2 separate regions of the Sus scrofa genome follow, and region 1 is linked to region 2. Evidence: chromatin contacts called from public HiChIP or PLAC-seq data. All regions are on one chromosome and are shown on one strand. Each heading gives the region's core, a stretch centred on a gene start, on an enhancer-like site or on the middle of the called end of the contact. The rest is flanking DNA. Distances are from core to core; before and after follow the strand shown.

Evidence for each region. HiChIP or PLAC-seq counts read pairs in DNA pulled down with a chosen protein or histone mark.
Region 1: an H3K27ac HiChIP or PLAC-seq map of skeletal muscle shows a contact between it and region 2. The contact joins the promoter of FKBP3 here to the promoter of KLHL28 in region 2. A contact is called at or near these places in 2 of 5 promoter capture datasets (fetal liver and liver), 16 of 47 Hi-C or Micro-C datasets (alveolar macrophages, blood, brain and 8 more) and 2 of 2 datasets of contacts at active chromatin or transcription factors (alveolar macrophages and skeletal muscle).

The regions. Positions count from the first base shown.
Region 1 is chr1:175,328,112-175,334,298 of Sscrofa11.1, reverse strand. FKBP3 (FK506 binding protein 3) reads left to right here and starts at 1,594. Exons shown (of 7, transcript NM_001244157.2): 1 at 1,594-1,726; 2 at 4,128-4,229; 3 at 5,430-5,537. The coding sequence starts at 1,619. It overlaps FANCM (Fanconi anemia group M protein), which reads right to left and starts at 334. Exons shown (of 23, transcript XM_003480459.4): 1 at 1-334. The coding sequence starts at 158.
Region 2 is chr1:175,195,839-175,202,389 of Sscrofa11.1, reverse strand. KLHL28 (kelch-like protein 28) reads left to right here and starts at 3,213. Exons shown (of 5, transcript XM_001926290.5): 1 at 3,213-4,386. TOGARAM1 (crescerin-1) reads right to left here and starts at 4,218. Exons shown (of 22, transcript XR_002346627.1): 1 at 1,745-4,218.

The DNA.
Region 1 (6,187 bases), core at 345-2,844, 130 kb before region 2:
TCTGCCGCCTCTGTCTCCTGTGCCGCTGTAGAAAACTGCGCGCTGGAGATGCCAGGGCTCTGAGTCCTCCCAGTTCCAGAACTGCAACTCGGAGCCCCGGCGGATCGGGAAACTCTTGAGCCCCACGTCTGGAAAAGCGTTCTTTGCCGTCCGCTCATTAGGCCGACGACCACCGAAGACAGGCCAGCAGCTCTTGCAGCTAAGAGCCTCCGTTCCAACCCCCATCGGTTACCTTCGCGTAAAAAGGAGTAGAACCAGAGGCGGGACTAAGGCCAGTTTATCCAGTTGAAAATGCCGCCACTGAGTCTGCGTGGGGAATATGATTGGCGGGCTTCCCGGAAATCCTGCCGCCCTCTCGGAGACGCAAGCGCTTTATCAAGGAGCTACTATAAATTTGGTCCCCCGGTCAATTTCTTCTCCACTCTAAATTGGGTTCCGTTTTCCTAGATTAGGTGTCTGGGCGTCGTTGCTAAAATGATATAGCTTAAAATGATACAATAAATAACCTTGAGATTCAAAACTGTAGATACTCATATATTTTGAACTTAATGAGCATCTAACGTGCTTGTTGGTTGTATTTCTAAACTGAAAGAAGAGGTGAAAAACAAACGTGTTTAGACAGAATTAAATAACTTGTCTTATTTCTCTATCCAGACAGAGAAAGCAAAATGTCAGTCTCTTTTTCGCAGTATTAGAAGTAGAACCCATTATTTTGACATTTTTATTGTTTAAAAGGAATGAATGGTTTGGCCCTGATATTTGCTGGAAAATCCTAAAGGAAAAAAGCAAGGCGTCCTGATGCTCCACTACATCTTCATAAATTACATAGAGCAATAAGCGTTGGTGTGATATTATTCTACTCTGGAAATAGATTTCTATCTCAGATTTGGTTACAGTTCCCAGCTTTTCCACACGAAACCTGGTGACTTTGAGTAATCTCTGTAGATTTGTTTCCTCGTATATTGAGGAAAAGTGCACATACAATAATGAGGTTGTTTCGCACACCGTTAACGTCACCCTCCTAAACACCAACATCAGCAATCGCCGTCCTTCGTGTAGGTACTTTACATTGCTTTATTTGGTCCAATGTCTGAACTTGCTTTTAGACAAACTATTTATCATGCTTCTGTATTTGTGAGGGGTGAGGGAACAGGTTGTATTCTAGCTTCATTTGTGTGAGTCTCAATAGGGAGGTGGTGGAATATGGGTCGTTCTGATGAGCCAATTTGGGTGTGAATTTCTAGAAGGGAAATAAAATGAGATTAGATGTCTGAGTGCTGATGTTTCTTTTAAACAGGTTATAGACTTTAAAGGCATAGCAGCTCGTCGATAATTAAAAAATATATATGGGTAATGCTTGATACATTTAGGAGATGAATGCTTCCGTTTTCCTGCGTAGTCAGCCGCCGGGGCCACATCAGCTGGTTTTACCCTGGACTCAACAAAGAGGCCCGCAACGTACCGTCTTGACGTCACTCAAAAACTGGCCCCAATCCTGCGGGATAGCGCAATGACCCCGCCCCCTAGAGCTTCCTGCGGGGTCCGCGCCACGCCCAGGGGGCGGGGCGATGCCGAACCCAGGCGGGCTGGCTCAGTAAAGCAGAGGCAGCGGGGGAAGATGGCGGCCGCCGTTCCACAGCGGGCTTGGACCGTGGAGCAGCTGCGCAGCGAGCAGCTACCCAAGAAGGACATTATCAAGTTTCTGCAGGATCACGGTTCAGATTCGGTACCAGAGGCAGCGGGGCGGCCGGGCTGGTGCGGCCGGAGGGATACTTCGCCCCCCCATAGATGCCTATACTTGCCGTATTCCTCCGTGCCCCCGCCCTCTCTCTCCCGCGGCCTGTGCCTGCAAGGCCGGAGAGGCCCCGCGTGCGCTCCGGAGCCACGCTCCCGCCCCTCGGGCAGGCAGTTCTTTGGCGGGTGGAGCAGCAGCATTTCTTGGGGCTCGCAGCCATCGCAGAATTAGAATCTCACTCAAATTGAGTGAGGGTGGAGGTCATGAGAGGAAAAAAAAAAAAAAAAAAAAGAACCCTGGAAATATTGGGGGCTCAAGCGGGGGACAGAGGATTGGAGGCTTGGATGAGATCCCTGGAGGGGAGTGTGGGCTGTTAGGGAGATGAGAAGGGATGTGAAGATTTCGGTAGCAACGATGTGTGCGATTTGCTTTTCTCATCAGTTACCAAATACTGATCACTAATCATGCATGCGATTTTTTTTTTAATATCGACCCTTTAAATAACCTTTTTACCTTTATATTTAGGGAAGTCACATGAGTATTCCATGTACAGTGATCTCGCATTCTTATAAAGCAACTAAGAAATCTATTTGGCACTCTTCATACTTATACGCCCTGCATTTTTCAGCAGTCTCCATTTTAATCACCCTCTGTAGTCACAAGTTATTTTTGTCAGACTTGAATTTTTTTCCCTTCGGAAATTAAGATCATTCATACCTCTCCTAAATTGCTGAACAGTTTGTGTGCGTGCATTATCGCCCACGTATGGGGAATAGAAGCAGCAGTCTATATATGGTTTCTCGACAATTTTTAACTGAATTTCTAAACTTGCATTTAGAAAAATTGCTTCTGGGCTCTTTTGAGAAGCTTGTAGTTTATTTTCATTTTGCACATTAGTAGTTTATTTTCATTTTGCACGTTCTTGAACGGGAGGTGTAATTATTTTCCCTCTTCCAGTATCATGCTCCTTTATTATCCTGATAGCAAGAATTATTGGCTCAGTGTTTGTGGATACAAGGATGAAAATGACATTTTATACCATTTTGGTGGAAATATTTTCTCTTAAGCCAGTTTATATTTCATTGAAGCAAGAGATTTATTGTTTATTAACAAGTAATGCCTCAGTACTGAACTATATTCATCAAATTCTTAGAAAACAGATCATCCCAAAGTGGGAATATGTAAAACTGGCCCACCTTGGACAATTTCAAGAGATTTGGATTATCTAAATATTTTTATGACATACTAATCTTTTAAGTGCGTACCCTACAGTGTTCATTTACATACTTAAACTTATTTGACAATCACTATTGTATTGCTCATAAGATATCAAGGGGATAAATGTTTATATTTTGGATATTTTTCAGAAAGCTTGCTAATAAAGAAAGCTTGCTAATCACAGCAGTGCTAAAGCAACTGATTACTTCTGTTTAATCAAAATAGCCTTTCCCATGAGCCTTTATCATTTAGAACATTTTTCTAAGAGAAAGAAAAAGAAAAATTCAATAGTGATAGTGTTGGGAAAAGTGCTTTGTTGGAAAGTTAGAAGATGCCAGAGGACATCATTGAGAAAGTTAACAAAAAAAGGAATCAAGCAAGGAAGGAAGCAGAATAAAGTAAGGGAAGCAGAGTTCAAAGAAGTTATGAAAATCCCCACGTACATGATTTTGATAATTTGATATTTCAGTAGTAGTATTTTGGTGTATATTTGACAACTTATAGTCTTATATTTGAGAGAAATGGAATTTGGCTGTTAGTTTCAGTTATTAAATACATTATTTTATTAAATAGGTAGTACTGAGTTCTTACTATGTGACTGGAAATAGATATCCTTACAGGAAGCCTCTGACATATAATGCTATTATTAACCTTCCACTGTGATGGAGAAACTGAGTCTTTAGGAAAACTTGAACACTATATATATCCAACACTGTGTAACAGTGCTTCCAGATGTGCCAAGAATGGGTTACAGATATGTTAAGATATCTATACCCAACATGGCTGGAAGATCCCTGGCCATGGGCCAAGTAACATCTTGCCAGGAGCAGCTTTGCCCAGTTACCAAAGTGTGTTTGCCAATAAGTGGGCTTTTCTGTGAGTTCCTAGATGGAAAAAGGGTTAGTACATGCCAGTGTATGTTATTTATTATTTCTTATAAATAATCAGTATTTTTTAATCTTCCTTAAATCTTATTTTCATTATGGAAAATGAATTTATAAAATAAATATTTCACTATATATATTATATATATAATGAAATATAAAATACATTTCATTTATCATTAGTAGTATGATTGAAAACAAAATTGCTGAAATAAAAGTTCATTTTCTAATTGTAGACCATTTCTTACATGAGGGAATTATTTTGACTAACCAGTTTTTTGTCTTTATAGTTTCTTGCAGAGCATAAGTTATTAGGAAACATTAAAAATGTGGCCAAGACAGCTAACAAGGACCATTTGGTGACAGCTTATAACCATCTTTTTGAAAGCAAGGTGAGTATTGTTACTTTTTTTTTTGCTTTTTAGTGCCACACCCTCGGCCTATGGAGGTTTCCAGGCTAGGAGTCTAATCAGAGCTACAGCTGCTGGCCTATGCCACAGGCACAGCCATGCAGGATCTGAGCCGCGTCTGCGACCTACACCACAGCTCATGGCAACGCTGGATCCTTAGCCCACTGAGCGAGGCCAGGGATCAAACCCGAAACCTCATGGTTCCTAGTCCGATTCGTTTCTACTGCACCACAACGGGAAATATTGTTACATTTTATTACAGAATATCATTTTAGATATTTTATTCCCCAAAAGAAGTTTGTAAGTGCATTTATTTGCAGAATATGTTGATGTTTCTCCTGTACTTTTTCTTAATTATGATCATAAAAGGACTGATTCCCAAATGTAGCAAACCAGTCTGCAGTATGGCAGGATGTTTTGATATTTTGGAAGGGAACAGATTTTTAAAAATTATTCCCTAGTTGCTTAAATTAGGACACTGAAAAGTTTTAAATTCAAAGTAAGTTGCATTTCACTAATAAATTTAGTCTTCGTCAGGCCTAGACTGAGCCTTTAGAAAAGCAAATTTTAAAGACTTGATTGAATACTTTTCATTTCTCTTGAGTTTGACTTGGTCTTTCTAAAAATTATGGTTCACATTTCAGAATTTATTTTGTGAGACAATTTGAGATTCATAATTTGTTGATTAAAATGCTTAACATGGAGTTCCCTTCATGGCTCACCAGTTAACAAACCCAACTAGAATCCATGAAGATGCAGGTTTCATCCCTGGCCCCGCTCAGTGGGCTAAGGATCTGGCATCACCATGAACTGTGTTTTAGGTCCCAGATGCAGCTCAGGTCCCATGTTGCTGTAGCTGTGGCATAGGCCAGTGGCTGTAGCTCTGATTCCACCTGTAGCTAGGAACTTCTGTGTGCCACAGGTGCAGCCCTAAAAAGCAAATAAAATAAAATGCTTAACATGGAGTTCCTTTGTGGTGCAGCAGATTAAGGATCCAGCATTGCCACTGTAGCAGCTTGGGTCATGGGTTCAATCCCTGGCCTGGGAACTTCCATGTGCCATAGGTGTGAACAAAAATAATAATAAAATAAAATAAAATCAACTTGATCTTAAAAAAAAGCTTAACATAAGATTCTTTCTTTGTTCTTGAATATGTTAAACATTAAACCATTTTCCTTTCAGCGTTTCAAGGGTACTGAAAGTATAACTAAAGTGTCTGAACAGGTGAAAAATGTGAAGCTTAATGAAGATAAACCCAAAGAAACGAAGTCTGAAGAGACTCTGGATGAGGTTTGTATATATTATTTTATTTCTCATGTTAATTTGAGAAAAAGTATTGCTCTATTACACTGATTTCTCATAATAAGAGGTGGTTGAGTATGGCCACTTACAGTGAGCCAAACAGTTTGGAGTATGTCATCTCCCTTTGGAATACTCGATAAGGAAAAAACAAAACAAAACAAAAAACTCCCAAGAACCAGTGCTTTACAGTTAGTAAGGCTAACTTTGCTTTTTGCTTTTTGGGGCTTTTTTTGGTCTGTTTGTTTTTTTGTCTTTTGTCCTTTTTTTAGGGCTGCACCTGCGACATATGGAGGTTCCCAGGCTAGGGGTCTAATGGGGGCTATAGCTGCTGGCCTACACCACAGCAATGCCAGATCCAAGCCTTGTCTGCAACCTACACCACAGCTCATGGTAACGCCAGATCCTTAACCCACTGAGCGAGGCCAGGGATCGAACCTGCAACCTCATGGTTCCTAGTCAGATTTGTTTCTGCTGTGTCATGACGGGAACTCCATCTAGCTTTGTATTTTATATTGCCCCTGGATCTGGCCAGAACTTCTGTGCTTTCAAAGCTATTTTAAGATCTTATTCTGTGGCCAAGTTGGACTGAGTGAAAGAAACTTTTGATTATTTTTAGCTTTTTCTAATATATATGGTAT
Region 2 (6,551 bases), core at 1,964-4,463:
AATTTTCAAAAATTTACCCTTTTTTTGTGGTCTCCAATCTAACAAATGATACAGGGAAGGATCATTAGTGGATCCTGTAAGAATAGGGTGAAAAGTTGCTGAGGGAGTCACAGGGCCTCAAAGCATCATCCTACAGATCATGTGCTAATTACAAAGAGGAAAACAAACCTTTACAATGGAGTGACATGGCTATCACCATCTCAACCAAGTGATAAAATTTATTTAGCATCACCAATAGGGGGACACCTGAAATATATCTTATGAGGTGATGTAAAGTGAAGTTCACAATATCTGCTGTGTAGTATTTTGCTAAAACTGTTTATCCTGAATATAATCATAAGGAAACAATCACATAAATTAAGACTCTTCAAAAAAAAAAAAAAAAGCCAATATCATGAAAAAATAAACAAACAGGTGGGTTTATTATCCCAGATAAAAGAGATGTATTAGAGTTCCCACTGTGGCTGGTGCAGTGGCTGAAGAATCTGACTGTAGCAGCTCTGTCACTGTGAAGGCATGGGTTCAATCCCCAGCCTGGAAACTTTCATATGCCTCAGGTGTGGCCATAATAAAAAAAAGAGATACATAACCACATGACTCTTGATTAGACCCTGGATGATAAAAGTAAAATAAATAAAACACATTTTGGGGACAACTGGAGAAATAGAAATACAAGCTTTATTAGATATTATCGAATTACCATTGATATTCTGTAGTGTGATAACGGTGTATGATGGTCTTAAGTGAAAATCTCATTCTTAGGAGATACTGCAAAAGTATTTAAGAGTGAAATGTCAAGATACGTGTACTAAGTTTCAAACTTTTCAGCAAATGTGAAGCACCCATGGGAACATGGCAACAACTAGTAGATACAGATGAAGTATATTAATATTCACCGTACTATTCTTTAAGTAACCTACAGATTTGGAATTTCAAAATAAAAACTTTGGGGGAGGGAGTTCCCATCCTGGCTCAGTGGTTAACGAATCTGACTAGCATCCATGAGGTCGAAAATTCAATCCCTGGCCTTGCTCAGTGGGTTAAGGATTCAGCGTTGCTGTGAGCAGTGGTGTTGATTGAAGATGCAGCTCGGATCCCTCGTTGCTGTGGCTGTGGTGGAGGCTGGCAGCTACAGCTCCAATTAGACCCCTAGCCTGGGAAACTCCATATGCCGCGGGTGTGGTCCCAAAAAGCAAAAACAAAAGCAAAAAACAAAGAACATCAAAACTTTGCGGGGGAAAAAAAAATCTCAGTTCAAATGTTGTATCTTCTTAGAAGATTTTTTTTTACTTTTCTAGTGGAACCATTTTTTCTATTTTCACTATTTCTACAAGACTCTTTATATTTCTATCTTGGCTCTTAGCAAATTTGAGATTGCTCATGTACAGTCTGATCTTTCCCCTACACTCTGTGGATCCGGTCTCATCTTTATTCTCAAACTTTAGCTCTTTACTTGGCACCTACTAGGTATTTATTGTTTGTTGTATGAATGAGATAGCTTAAAATGCCAAAGTGACAGGCCAAAACTGAAATCCAAGTATTGTCTATAGCAAATTGTGCCTCAAATTTGATCAAACCCATCAAGCAGGAAACATACTAAAGCTTCCTATGTGTTATGTCCCATTATAATAGAAAATCACAAAGCATAATAACCCTCAGGGAGTCTCATTCTTACATTACAGATATACTTTCATTTTAAGCATTTTCATAGTTACAATTCAAGGAAATTAGAAAAAATGCATACCTGGTCTATATCCTTAGAGTTGGAGGTCTGGTTTTCTCCTGTGACTCCAGGCTGCTCATTTTCCCACGGTAATTTATTTTTTCCTTTTCCCGCACTTAGTACCCTTCGGGTACAGATAGTTGGACTGTATGATCCATAAATTTGCATGCTATCCCTGGTGTGGTCACCACAGTGACAGTGTGCACTCTGTGTTCTGTTACCAGCCAAAAGCCAGTCTGTATCTGCTCCATGTGCCAAATGGTTTGATCTACCCTGGGCAGATGATGGCATGAGTATTGCATATTCCACAAACCCCTGTTCTGTTAATCTTGGGAGAGTTTTCCTAGCCAATCTGGCCTGTACAGCATTCATCACTCCATCTCCATTATCTTGCAGCTCAACAGTATCCACAGCTTTGAAAAGGATGCTGGTTTTACCTGAGCCCATTGATGATGCCAACACAGCAAAGGCTTCAAGGGCTGCTTGGCGTACCCTGCGTTTGCTATCTACAAGAGCTGGGGCAAGATCAAAAGACAGTTTGGATAAGTCAAAATCCTCACTGGGATAAGTTAGGAGGGAGCAGATGCAAATGTTCACCACCTCCTCTCTCACTCTAGAATGCTTGTGTTTGAGATGTTCCAGGAGTAAGCAAAGCACCTGTTGAGGACCTACTTCCTTCATCAGCTTGAGGAAGATTTTCATGTACTCTTGTTTGATCACCAACTTGTTGTCAGCCAGCACTTTGACAGAAGCTGCTATAACTGGTCCCAAGAACTGTTGTACCTGCTCTCCAAGGCGAATAACCAGTAAATGCAGGACTTGAAGTGTGCCATGAACCACTTTGAAGTTAGAATCGTCTAACAAATTATATAGCAAACTAACGAAACCGACAAGACTAGAATAAGGGGTGGAACTAGGGTTAAAGCGTCCCATCACCTGTTTTAGTTCCTCGACGGCCTGAGTCCGGTTCTTATAGTCTTCCTGATCTAACAATCTTGAATGCAGCTCCTGAGGAATAATCCCAAATTTAAGGTTACTGTTGGAAATAGTCACTGCACAGGGAAGGGGATCTTCAGGCAATCCAGAAGCTTCAAGTTCCAGATAATAAGGAACCTGACTTCCGAAATGTGTCTCCAGGCGGCGATTGTAGTGTCTCCTCAGGGCAGAAGGCAGGCGAGAGATATAGGATTGAAACCTCTCTTGGCCAAGACGCTCCCCAATTTGTTGAAGAGCAGAGAAAGCTGTCTCAGATTCTTCTTCTATTTCCTGACTGCCAAGCTTTCGTGCTAAGGATATTATCACCTCCGTAAGATCTAGGCCGAGCAACAAATCCTCAGGTGTAAGCAAGATAGGGAATAGCAGAGCTGTGGAAGCTCTAAGCCGGGAGTCGGTACTTTCCAGTCCTTGCTGTATCAGCGTTCTCAGCACCTGTCCGGAACTACGTTTCAGACATATGTGTAGGATCTGGAGCGCATCTTTCCGCAAGGCCGGATTCTCTTCTCGTAAGGAAACAACCAGTTGAGGCAGAAGTGCTAAGCTAAAGGCCTCTTCCAGCTGGCCTGCCTCCCCCTGACCCCGAAGAATGTCCAAGAGGAATTGCAAGCAGAGTCGCTTCTCATCACTACCTCCTTCCACCAGCACTCGGCCCAGGGCCCGATACAATGCTTCCTTCCGTCGGGGGAAGCCAAGTCGACAGCCTCGCCGCGGCAAAGCAGCCTGCAAAGCCTGGAAAGCCTCGGAAGGGTCCGGCGCGGTTCGGAGGAGTTGAAGAAGCCGAGTCTCCTCTTCGTCTCCCCCTGACAAACCACCTCCAGACCCAGACCAACTACTTGAGACTGCCTCCGCCGGCATCAAGAGGGCCGAGGCCAGAGGCGAAGGTGTCGGGGAGCAGGAGCCGTGGTCTCCGGCAGCTCCTCGGCAGTAGTTTTTCTCGCCTCTCATGGCGCCCCCACGTAGACTATCATCAGTCTCTGAGGCGGAAGGACGACTGCGGCTCTGAAGGCGAGAGGCACCGAGGGCTGGAAGGGGAGGCAGAGGGTGCAGCGCGGAGGGCGCAGCCGCCATGGAGGGTCGTCAAGTGGAGGCTGGAGGAAACCATCGTCTCCGAAGGGCTCGATGGAGCCCAGCCTTCTTGTTCCTCTCCAAGCCTCAAGCTGCAGAAGAGGAAAAGGAACAGCTTGACCAGCTGCCAAGCTTGACTCTGAGGCTGCCTTCAGCAAAATGGCCCCCGCCGGAGCGCCAGACCCCACAGCTGCCACCGGGCGTAACCAGGGGCACCACGTGACCAAACCGATCGCTTCCATGGTGATGTACCCAGAGCGGACGTCTTAACCCGGAAATTAACCTGCAGTGATGAATGCTGGGTTATGTAGTCTACGTCAGAAATTCGGATTAGGCTGACGTCTTCTGGAAAAGGAAGTGAGAGTGTTGCGAACGTAGCGAACGTAGTGAACGAGTGAACGTAGTGAACGTCTCTGTAGCAGGGAAGGCGAGGAAAGGAGACGGCAGTAAGCGGAAGTGACGCTCTCCTCGCTCCGGGCGGAAGTTCCCCGCCCCACCCGTAGGAATTGAGATTTGACTAGAGGCAAGTGAGGATCTTGCCCGGGCTCCAGTCGTCCACGGCTCCTCCTCCTGTTGCTGCGGGAGTGATTCTTGGGACTCAGGTATTTTCTTTTTGCTGTGCTTCTGCGGTGCAAAGTTTTGCTTGAGTGCTGCTGGTGGTGGAGTAAGATATAAGGAAATGAACGGTAGCAAGCAGGGGGAGAGACGACATCTTCCTGTGCAGGGCTAGTTACCGTTGTAGACGTGTTGCAGTCTACAGCCGTATGTGCGATCCTTTCCTCCTGCCGTCTACTTACCGGGACAGGAGATCTAAATCCGGGCCAAGTTCCGAGCTTACGTACTTTTTTTTCAAAACCTGGTGTTTTGGGCCCTTACTTTCCCTGCGGCCCCCCCCCCCCGCCCTGATTCCTACTTCGCTTACGCTCTGGTCTTGAAGGGTTAATGTTTTGGGTTTGTTTTTTGTCATTTTTCCTTATGCTCATAACTATAAGTTCTCTATTTCATAACCTACTTAGAGCTGAAGATAAATCTATTTTTTTTCTGTAGCTAACCTTGTCTCCTTTATACGTTCTCAAAGTCTAATGCAGTTCCTCTGTGGGGCTCACCCCTTCCCCCTCCCGCTCCCTCCGGCGCTTCAACCTCCCTGCGGGATCCTCCCGCGTCTCTGCAGCCTTTCAGTCTCCTGGAAACGGAGATTGCAAAGACAGTTTCAGTTGCGGTTGAAGTTCTTGGCATCATGGTCCTAAGAGAATTCTGCCCTGTAGATTTAGAGCTGGTAATAGACATTTCTTTGTTTTAGGCAAACAGTGAATTTGGTGAGCATTTTTTCCTTTTAAATAAAACTTAAGCGGACACCGTTGAGGAGCTAGAGTGCCTGATTTGAGGCTGAATTCTTTGTAGTGTGGTAGAATTTTTGGTTTTTGTTTTAGGGAATAATACAGTTGCTTTTGAATGACCCAATGAAAGAAGTCTGTTATTTAAAATCTTAAATTTATGCTTTTAAAATGCAAGTGTTCCTACCCTGTTCTGTAACACACGGGATGTCTCTTAAATACTTTATTCTTAGCGTGCCAAACTACTTTATATATTATGTTGCTGGATAATGAAAGTTCAAAAATAATTTCTGAGTGTTGTTTTAAAGCCAATTTGATTATTATGTTTTGGTTTTTTTTCTTTTGTGAGTAAATGTAAATGAGACTTATGCAAACATGCGTCCATATGTTTTGGTTTAAATTCTTGGTTGTTACTTTAATTTTAATTAGTCATTTTGATATTTAAATAAATTGCCTAAATTTGGTTTGACTAGATATTTCATTAGACCAAAAAATAAAACCAAATTTTTTCTTGTTTTTTTTTGTAAAGGGCAGGGCAGGGGCTGGGGAATGAAACCCGAGAGATGATTTTAGCAGTTGTCAATGAGAAGGAATGTCTAGTTATCATATTTCCAATGTAAGAAGTTCAAATTTATATTTTTACTCATGTATGCTCAGACTTCAGGAACTCAATTCAAACTAAAGTAAAAGAATGATGTGCACATCAGAATGTACACATTAGAATGTCAGTTTATGTTGGAATAGAAGATAACTCTTTCCAGTGATCAGAATTTTCAGGTTGAAAACCCAGTGCACTCTTTCCTGTATCCATGAACTTGGGAAGTTGTGTGGTAATCAAAGAACAAGGAAAAGGAACTTGGAAAGCCCTGAATAATGTTTCATCATCAAAATTATGGTAGAAGCTTAAGAATTACCACTTCTCTCTGTAAATAATACTTTTCAAGGGGCTTGGATACTTAAATCAACTAGTTATATACTTTTCCTTGGAACAAAACAAGATGAGTCTTAATTTTGACACTTTTTCTTGGGGCCCTGTAGATCACTATGTTATAGATTGCAATTTATTTTTATATTTGTTACCTTTCATTTCCTTGATGAAGATTTGGAAGACGCATTAGTCTTCCTGGTGGATATTTAGGAAGTGGGATCTGATAGCATCTCATATCTTACTAATTGTCTTTTAGAGTTATTTTGTGGAAAATAAATCCCATCCATTTAATGTATGTTCTATTAAGATGATGCAGACTTTTATTATTATGCAGACTTGTTGTTTTTTTTGTCTTTTTAGGGCCTCACCTGCGACATTTGGAGGTTTCCAGGCTAGGGGTCAAATTGGGGCTGTAGCTGCTGGCCTACGTCATAGCCACAGCATCGTGGGATCTGAGCTGCATCTGCGACCTACACCACAGCTCACAGCAATGGGCAATGCTGGA